Regions from separate parts of the Mus musculus genome. Here regions 2 and 3 are each linked to region 1. The links are chromatin contacts, called in public Hi-C and HiChIP or PLAC-seq maps. All regions are on one chromosome and are shown on one strand. The core of a region is the stretch at or near the end of the contact, and the rest is flanking DNA. Distances in the headings are between cores, read along the strand shown.

Evidence for each region. A called contact is a pair of places that touch in the nucleus more often than the background predicts. HiChIP or PLAC-seq counts read pairs in DNA pulled down with a chosen protein or histone mark.
Region 2: a Hi-C map of muscle stem cells shows a contact between it and region 1, with 2.8 times the contacts expected there. The contact joins the promoter of Zfp33b here to the promoter of Pkd2 in region 1. A contact is called at or near these places in 4 of 39 promoter capture datasets (the 3T3-L1 cell line, 3T3-L1-derived adipocytes, the HPC-7 cell line and 1 more), 4 of 484 Hi-C or Micro-C datasets (the HL-1 cell line, embryonic stem cells and muscle stem cells), 4 of 115 datasets of contacts at active chromatin or transcription factors (embryonic stem cells and microglia) and 2 of 9 other capture datasets (embryonic stem cells and liver).
Region 3: a contact with region 1 is called in an H3K27ac HiChIP or PLAC-seq map of embryonic fibroblasts, with 16 read pairs. The contact joins the enhancer-like site here to the promoter of Pkd2 in region 1. A contact is called at or near these places in 5 of 39 promoter capture datasets (the 3T3-L1 cell line, 3T3-L1-derived adipocytes, liver and 1 more), 1 of 15 datasets of contacts at CTCF or cohesin (the NIH/3T3 cell line), 10 of 484 Hi-C or Micro-C datasets (the 3T3-L1 cell line, the AML12 cell line, ECoMG myeloid progenitors and 7 more), 6 of 115 datasets of contacts at active chromatin or transcription factors (acute myeloid leukemia, embryonic fibroblasts, embryonic stem cells and 2 more) and 3 of 9 other capture datasets (adipose tissue, liver and pancreatic islet).

The regions. Positions count from the first base shown.
Region 1 is chr5:104,458,097-104,461,017 of GRCm38.p6, forward strand. It overlaps Pkd2 (polycystin 2, transient receptor potential cation channel), which reads left to right and starts at 1,361. Exons shown (of 15, transcript NM_008861.3): 1 at 1,361-2,129. The coding sequence starts at 1,541.
Region 2 is chr5:104,570,230-104,573,150 of GRCm38.p6, forward strand. It overlaps Zfp33b (zinc finger protein 33B), which reads left to right and starts at 1,443. Exons shown (of 3, transcript NM_001346671.1): 1 at 1,443-1,542. The coding sequence starts at 1,513.
Region 3 is chr5:104,379,371-104,382,291 of GRCm38.p6, forward strand. No RefSeq gene overlaps it. Among named protein-coding and RNA genes, the nearest start is that of Spp1, 54 kb to the right of the region's middle. Within about 2 kb of position 1,416, at least 75 of the 459 cell types and tissues checked have an H3K27ac peak or open chromatin away from gene starts, as enhancers often do. A contact at or near this core is called in ECoMG myeloid progenitors, the NIH/3T3 cell line, acute myeloid leukemia and 4 more, where this site is marked.

The sequences.
Region 1 (2,921 bases), core at 111-2,610:
CAGCATATGACTGTATGTGGTCAGAGGTCTTTCTAAAAGTAACTAAATTTAAATCATACTATTAAGGTTGTCTATAACCACTACGATGACAATGATGGTGATGATGACGATGACCACGAAGATGAGGAGGAAGAGGAGGATGAAACATTTAAGGGAGGACAATGGGGAGACACAGGCAAAACGTGCCATATGCAAGCCAAGACAGGCCTCGGAAAAGGTCAACCAACTTTTTTTTTTTTTTTGAGAAAATGTATTTGCATTATTGAACACAGTGTGTGGTAAGTTATTATAACAAGCCTGGCAAACTAATATAGGATCGGACCATGCACATTTGCTAAACTGCAGAAATAAAATATTACCACTTAAGCTAGAATTCCATAGATTCTTTAATGTACCAACATGGCTGACCCCTTATTGCAAACAGTGGAGACATGGAGAATATGGGTGGGTGGGTAGGAGGGAAATGGGGGAGGGATACCACCCATAGGCTCCCAATCCAGTCCTATCCCCAAGGCTAAACAGAGAGAGACCAGTTTAGTATTAGAATGGCAGAAGAGATATGGAAGTGACAGAAATCATTTGCTCTGCTGTGGAATGACAATGTTTGCAGTTAGAGTAAAAAGCATTAGAGAACCCCTTGAGGACAGAAATGACAAGAAGACCCCCGCGGGACTTGACGAGGAGGTGGATGAGGACATCCTATGAGAAGCGTCAGAAGTGAGGGCAGAGATGCACAGATCTTGGCCAGGAATTTAACTTTTAAAAGAGATGGGAAAACCATGGAAAATCGAATTTGGAGTAGGCTTTGCCTGACCCAACTGCTGTCTTAAGTTGGCTGTGCCAGCTGGGGCGTAGCGAGGATGGAGATCTAGACCTAACGCCTGAGGCAGGATTCTGTTACTCAAGGGCTGGCCAGGAGCGGAAATGAGGTAATGGTGGAGGCATCAGAAAGTTCCAAAATCCAACCCTTGGATGCCTCTAGATGTCTGGAGAGTGGAGACAGGAAATCATCCAGTAAACACAGAATCAAGGAGCTGAGGGTCACCAAATGCAAGCCTTGCCGCCTTGGTGATTTCTTTCTGGTTTTTAAACGAAGGGTGGATTTCTTTGCCTTCCCTGAGAATTCAGTTCAAGCTGGATTTCACTAGTTCTTTCTATCCCAACAAAAGATCTCCATCTTTACCCTCCTCCTTGCACCTTTGCAAACCCAGGGGGAGTATGGACAGAGTCTAAGCACTATCTTAAGGTCATGCAGGCATGGACACACCCAGGAGCCCCTTTCCCGACGAGCTGGCTGACCAAGCAAGCTACCCCGTAGGAATGTGGGCACCGATGGGGACCCTGGCTCTACTTGGATCCCTGGCCGCTGGGGCCTTTTCGACGCGCCTAAGTCCAGTCCAGGCGAGGCCAGGGCCCGGGAGGCGGGCCGAGGGGGCGGGCGGAGGCGGGGAGCAGCAGGCCGACTCCGGGAAGAAAAGAACATGGCTCCTGCGGCAGAGGGCGGCGGCACTCCCGGGCGCGCTGGGCGCCAGTGAGCGCCATGGTTAACTCCAGACGCGTGCAGCCGCAGCCGCCCGGGGACGCGGGACGCTCGCCCGCGCCGCGAGCGTCCGGACCCGGGCGCCTGGTGGCGGGAGGCGCCGGCCTAGCTGTCCCCGGCGGCCTCGGGGAGCAGCGGGGCCTGGAGATCGAGATGGAGCGCATCCGGCAGGCGGCCGCTCGGGATCCCCCGGCCGGAGCCTCGGCCTCGCCGTCTCCTCCGCTTTCGTCCTGCTCCAGGCAAGCGTGGAGCCGCGACAACCCGGGCTTTGAGGCAGAGGAGGATGACGACGACGACGAGGTGGAAGGAGAAGAAGGAGGGATGGTGGTAGAGATGGATGTGGAGTGGCGCCCGGGCAGTCGGAGGTCGGCCTCCTCCTCGGCCGTGAGCTCGGTGGGCGCCCGCGGCCGAGGGCTCGGGAGCTACCGCGGCGCGGCTCACCTGAGCGGGAGGCGGCGCCGGCTAGAGGACCAGGGCGCGCAGTGTCCCAGCCCCGCGGGCGGCGGGGACCCGCTGCATCGCCACCTCCCGCTGGAGGGCCAGCCACCCCGAGTGGCCTGGGCAGAGAGGCTGGTGCGAGGGCTGCGAGGTAAGATCCGGACTCTTGGCGTCCAGTGCACGCTTGACAACTGCCTGCGCGCGGGCTCGAACCCCTGTCCTACAAGGGTGGCTGTCTGCTGCGGCTCCACCTCGCATCCTCTGCGTTCCCGCCTCCTTCCAGAGCGCCTTCCCTAACTCCTCTAATTCGGCGCGATTTCCGGTACCCATCACCGAATTTTACTGCGTTCTTGTTGGTGCAAATTCATTGGACGCCTCCCTTCCTCCCTTCCTCTCTCCTTAAGATGCTAGCACATTTTGGAAAACAAAAGCAAGCCGTTAATACCTGGGCTTTTGGAGGACGAAAAGTGAATATTCTAGTACAACTGACAATAGTTGGAACTTTATGCTTGCTAAATGTCACAAATGAGGAACAAGTTTATTCCAGAGCCCAAGCTTTTCCTTTGGTGGCGATGTGTCATGTCCCTTCAGCCATTCTAGTAGGGACCTACAATGTTATCCAAGTTTTGAGACAAATGCCTTTAAACAGGTCATTGTCTGAAGGTTTGGTTGAGAGAGAGGTTGTTGACAGAAATGTGTAGAAACACATTTTTGATCATTTCCAATTCTAGACATTTCTTAAACAGTTGCAAACAAAATTATTATACCTCGCCCGTGTCCCCCCCCCCCCCCCCCCGTGTGTGTGTGTGTGTGTGTGTGTGTGTGTGTGTGTGTGTGTGTGTTTAAAGACTGGAAGCAAGGTCCTTTGCCATTCCAACAAGATGATTGCTTTTCCAGATGGTTAATGTGTCAGCATTCCAACGAGCACGCAACTCTCCACACG
Region 2 (2,921 bases), core at 193-2,692, 110 kb after region 1:
GGGTTTGTGAGAGAATCACCTGTCTTTAGCTTGTATAATGATTATCCTCTTAGCAATTAATTATGTACAATTGCTACCTCTTCAGAAAAGGATTCATTGTGTTTTTTCATATTTAAATTTCTACTTAGTTTAAATTATCCTGACAAGAAACAGAAACCATCTTCTTTTTTTCTATTTCTTTAATTTGTATTTTGTTTTGTCATGTAAATTCAGCAAATAAACCTGCGACTGACATGTACAGTCGTAAGAATTTTCTAAAATTATTTAAAGAGTTGTGATTCCACAGTATCTTCTGAGCATTTATATTCATACCCACAGATGCTTTCTTGGTACCAGTGAGCATGGGTGAAGGGAATTAAAGAAGCTTGCAGCAGTGTTTAGAGACCTTGCACTGTCTTTCTTGTCTACTCCAGAAGTCTGTGTCTTTGACTCTCTGTCACGTCATGTCCAACCCACAATGGCAGGTAAGGTCAGCAGGGAGTTGTCCAGGGGACAGGAAACAATGGTAGTGTCTTTGGATATGTCTTTTGAAATGGACTTTAGTAGTTTGTTTGTTTTCTACTTTCAATTATCTCTTCCTGTTTTAATTATGGCTTTACTGCTGTGAACAGTTACCATGACAAAGACAACTCTTAAAAGGACGACGTTTAATTGGGGCTCGATTACAATTCAGAAGTTCAAGGTGCATGGCAGAGCCTAGGCTGGCATGGGGCCAGAGGAGCTGGGAGTTCTACATCTTGTTACAAAGACTGCCAGGAGAAGACTGGCGTCTAGGCAGCTAGGACAAGGATCTTAAAGCACTGTCATTCATGGAACAGAAAAGCTTCATGTCATCCTCATATAATACAGAGCTTCACCATGGGAAGGCAGCAAGAAATTAACAGCGGCCGTGAAATATATTTATTGTCAACTGAGACTCAAAAAGAATAGATTTGAGGTTGTAAACAGGCTTTAAAATTTACTCTTCACGAAGCTAAAATATTGTAAACACAATATGGCTACATAATTTAAAATCATATCACACAGATATGTGCCCCCAAGGGCCCTGATTCAGTTCGTGGCTCTTCTGGGACTCTCAGCTATGCCTGGATGTTCAAGAGTCAGAACCTCCCCCCACCCTCCACCCCAGAACTGGGACACGTCACAGACCAGGAACTCCCTAACCAGCTCTAGCCTCGGCCTCATCAAAGACTGCATTTCCCATCCCTGAGCAGACTCTTGGCTTCCCCTGAAGCCCAGCACCAGCCAGGCTGCAGAAAAGAAAAAATAGTCTAGATATTTATTCCCCGGTACGGAGCCCAAACAGGCTGTGCCCAACGGAAGTGAATAAATGGACTGACAGATTCACTGTCCAATCAGAGTCTCCATACGCGCCTGCCAGTCAGAAAAGGAGGAGGGTTCTTCCGGAAATCACATTGCAGGTTCTGCGAGAGTTTACGTGATTTTGTGTGTTGTTTTTTCACCTCAACTGCCGAGTACTGAGGGAAGCTCAGGAAGCTCTGAAGATACAGCATGGCCAGCACATCCTCACTCTCCACAAAGGTGAGGAGCGGGAGCCGCTGTGGTGGGTCCTGCTCGGGGCTGGGCGGGAACCAGCAGCTTGATGCAGCCGCGTGTGAGGTCCCTGTTAGTGTAAGCCATTCCTGGACCCAGCGGTGGCATCTGAATAACTTCCCTCTCTGGGCTGAATCTGCACAAAGCATTTGGAACAGGGTCTTGTGTATAGAAACATCCTTGATAGGATGCCAGTGGCAGGCAGGCTTGGTTCCTCTAGTAGAGTCTACAAGCTCTTCTCCTCTATCATTTTTTGTTGTGATTCATTTGGAGTTAATTTTGTCTAGTTGTAAAAGGCATCCATCTGTTGGGTGACTGAGAGCACGTTCTTTCAATATGCCTCTGTTTTTAAAGAAACAAGAAATAGATGCAATGTTAATTTTTGTACAGCTGCCCCATTAGTCTTTTAGAAAAATGTTTCTGAGACAAGCTATGTTGTCACGTGCATCCCAGTCTCATGCTCCCCAGGGCAATGACCCTGCTTTCCTTTTTATTAGACTTTCTAAGTTCGAATGTTAAATGTATGTACAAGAGCGTTTTTAAAATTACTCATTTAAGTCCTGTGATTAACTGTCCTTTGCAGTGAAAGGAAAAGTGCATTCCTGTGGAACATGTATTCTGCCTTCAGACTAGAACAGGAGGAATGGTTTACTGTGTACACAGTAGGGTGAAACAGTGTAGACCAGAGCTAGCTCACAGACTAAAGTTTAAGGAGTCATCTGCAGGAGTCACCATTGGGAAGGAGGACCTGATGGGGCAAAGTGAGTGATTGTTTTAAATTCCTCAGCATTTATTAATTCATGCATGTTTATAGAAATTGTATAGATTGGTGGGTATACAAGTTGGGGATGTTCTGTGGGATCAAACTTTGTTGATGTAATTATGTCAGCTGAGAAGCTGTGTGTGTGTCAGGTTATAGATCAGCAGCTAATATTACACATAAGGACAAGATCATACATCATCTTATTGATGGCATTTCCTTAGCAGGAAATTGCTTGTTTTTCTTGAAAGTCACTATTGTTAGCATTTGTCCCTTGTTTTATTACCACCAGCCACAATGCATGTTTCATGTAAATTAAGTCCAGGGTTCAAAAGTAGATTTGAGTTTCAGAGGTTTTTCATGTGTTCATGGTGCTTGGTAGGAAGCAGACACTAAATTGCTCTTCCAAGTTGTTTTCTTTGTGGGTTTCAGAGGTCATGGATTTCCCAAAGAGGCATGAGAGACTGCAGAGCCATAGCCACCATTCTGATCTTCTCCACCCAGAGAGATCTGTAGAGCATGGGGCCTCACTGTTTGAATGATGAGTAGTAGATTGACGGTGAGAAATATAACAGTTAAAGCCACTTTGAGTTATTTTTGTGGGAGT
Region 3 (2,921 bases), core at 166-2,665, 79 kb before region 1:
ATATGTATGTTTGTAATGTTAATTTATGTATGTATCCCACCCAGTCCAAAGTTATTCTCTCAAAGCACCTGCCACTGTCTCTCTCCATCCAAAATATCTTCTTTCCCCAGCCCTGAGAGCAAACATTCCTGTTGGCCTAAAGTACAATCCTCTGTAAGCAATGTATGCTTTTGCTGTCTCTGTTGTTTAACAGCACTGACTGTGGCTGCTGCTTTGAGTCCCATCATTTCTAATCTATTTTCAAGGGCATCACTTCTAGAGAGATTACTTATGTTGATCCTAGCCGTATTAAGGCTTCTAAACTCTCTTCATCTTTTGTCAGTTCTCTGTGGGATACATATTTTATCATAAAAATGTCTTCAAAATTTCCAACCAGGTACGGTGGTTAATGGTTGTGGTTTTAGCTGGTCTGCTGAGGCAGAAGAGTCGATGGAGCCCTGGAGTTCAAGTTCACTCTGGACAATTTACAAAGACTCAGCCTCTAAACAAACAATACTAGCACTGAGCACTTAGATACTGTCCATACATAGACTATTCTAGGTGCTTTACACATATAAACATTCTTGTGTGCTTTTATTTTAACATTATACATGAAGCTGTGGTAGAAATGTGTACTATGTAGTCTATGAATAGTAGCTATTGATATTGATACCATAATCCTTCTTCTCTCAAAGATCTTTGGCCATCTCTGTCTGTTGGAATTCTATTTCATATTCTATTTCATATTTCATCTATGTCTGAAATCCTTAATAGTCCATACCTCTCAATAAATGTATCCAAGCCTGGCCTGTACCACCTGCTTACCAAAAAATACACCAATGTTCTCTGATATATGATGATACAACGTAGTATTATTCAGTTTTTAGAGCTTATTATGATGGATAAGCAAGCTACATATAGTTGAAGCTGTATTTTAAATATTTACCATGAGGGTCAACAGCCTACACTCTATTGAGTACCCTATTGGCTAAGCTGTGAAGCCCAGTAGCAGAGTTTGATTCAGAATATTTTCAGTTAAGCAGTACCTTTATCAGGAATGTAACCAATTATACCTTCCAGAGTCCCCATATGTGTGTCAAAGCTATAGATTGCCAGGGTTGGAAATCCAGAAGAAAAGCAGCTTGCTTCTCAGATATATGTGTGATTTTTCTTTCCTGTAAACTACATGAAAAAAACTTTGTGTACTACATAAAAGTTGCCAATGGTTGTGAGTTCAAAACATTCTCTGGTGTAAGAGTGGGTAAATCACGGTGGTCTGCCTCTCTGGTGTCCATGTAAAACCATGGCAATGGTGACAAAGAGTGGAAACAGAGGAGCTGTGTTGAAATCTTTGAGAAGGAAGAGAGCCACCCCCCTCTGGGGAGCCACTTGCCCTCCATTTCACAAGGGGAGACTGAATCATTTCCTCCCCTATGCAGTCACCTTAGATGCAAGCCTCTGTCCTCTCTCCACCTCTGGCTAAATCTCACCACCAATGCCACTGGCTCAGTGAGTCACAGACACATCATCAACCAACCAGGAAGAAAATATGAACTCAAGCCAAGAAAAAAATGTTTTTATTTTTATTAAATTATAGGAAAAATAAAAGACAATTCTCCATTTAAGAAGTCTCTACAGTTATTAATAGAGCTGTTTTAATCATGCAATAGTCTTATTAAAAATTGTCTTACTATTGCTATATCTTTGAGACAAAGCAGGGAGACCATGACATTCCCATTAAGGGGCCCTACAGATGCAAGATGCTGTTAATAAAAACGTGTTCACCAATGATCAGATTTAAGAGCTAGCTTCTAAATAGATGCTTCCCTAAGATTTTCCTCAACTCCCACACGCACCAAATGCCTTACCTGGACTGATCTAGATCTTCCACCATATTTTTTGCCAGCCAAACACAGAAGCAACCGGCACATATGCAGAGATCTCAGTGCCAAGTACAAAACCCAGTGGCCGGAGGCACTGACAGGGTGTGAGTAGAAACCCTAAGATTATAAAAAGCAGAAATTATATCCTGCCTGGCCATGCATTTCACCTATTTATATAAACGTGATTCCTCCAGTCTTTAGAGAACAAGTCTGAGAACCCTGTCTGCCTGCCTGTTCCTCTGTTGTGTCCGGCCAGCAGACCACAACCTGGGTTCTAGCCTGGAAAGGCATTTTGGAAACCTGGAAGAGAAGAGGGGCTAGGTGGCGAGAGAAAAGAATGTAGCCAAGACAGTTACTCTGATCAAGGCTCAAATTTTATTGTTGCGACACTAGTTATGAAGGAAGGGGGAGGGGACCCGATTCCCGCCGAATAATCTCTGGTCCAGTAGAAAGGTGCACGTGTGTGGCTCCGCAGGTTCCAGCAGTGGGCGTGGCAGAACGAATGAGCAGGAAGCTCCACCCCTGAGCAAGCAGGTTTCAGGCTAGGGGAGGGGAGACTACATTCCTCTGCTGGTCCCTCTGTCTGCCTGTCTGCCTGTCCCTCTGCTTGCACCCCTCATGCATGAGCATAAAGCAATACAGCCTCATTCCAATGGTATTTTCACATCTTTGTGGTTGCTCTATTTAGCTCAGTAACAGAACATAAAGCTGCGCTGCACTGGTAATATTAAGAGATGGGCACAGGCCCCGAGAGGCTGCCCACGTGCTGGGAGATGCCTCCACACCTGTGAGCACAAGGCAATCCCAAATAGACTTGTTTGGGGGGTTAATCTGTCTGTCAGGTTTTGTGGGAGGTGATTCTTGGTTTGCTTTAAAAGAATTTTGTGTTTTATAAAAAAGGAAAAGGAAGAATCAGGAATATGTTTGGTAGAGGCATAGTATGGTGAGGTGTGGGGGGGGGTGCCTCTGCAGGCCCATGCTGAGACATCTCTTCCCCCTGAGGTACCAACCACAGGATGGATATAGTATGGGATAGAGTTTATTTAGGGCTTGGGGAGG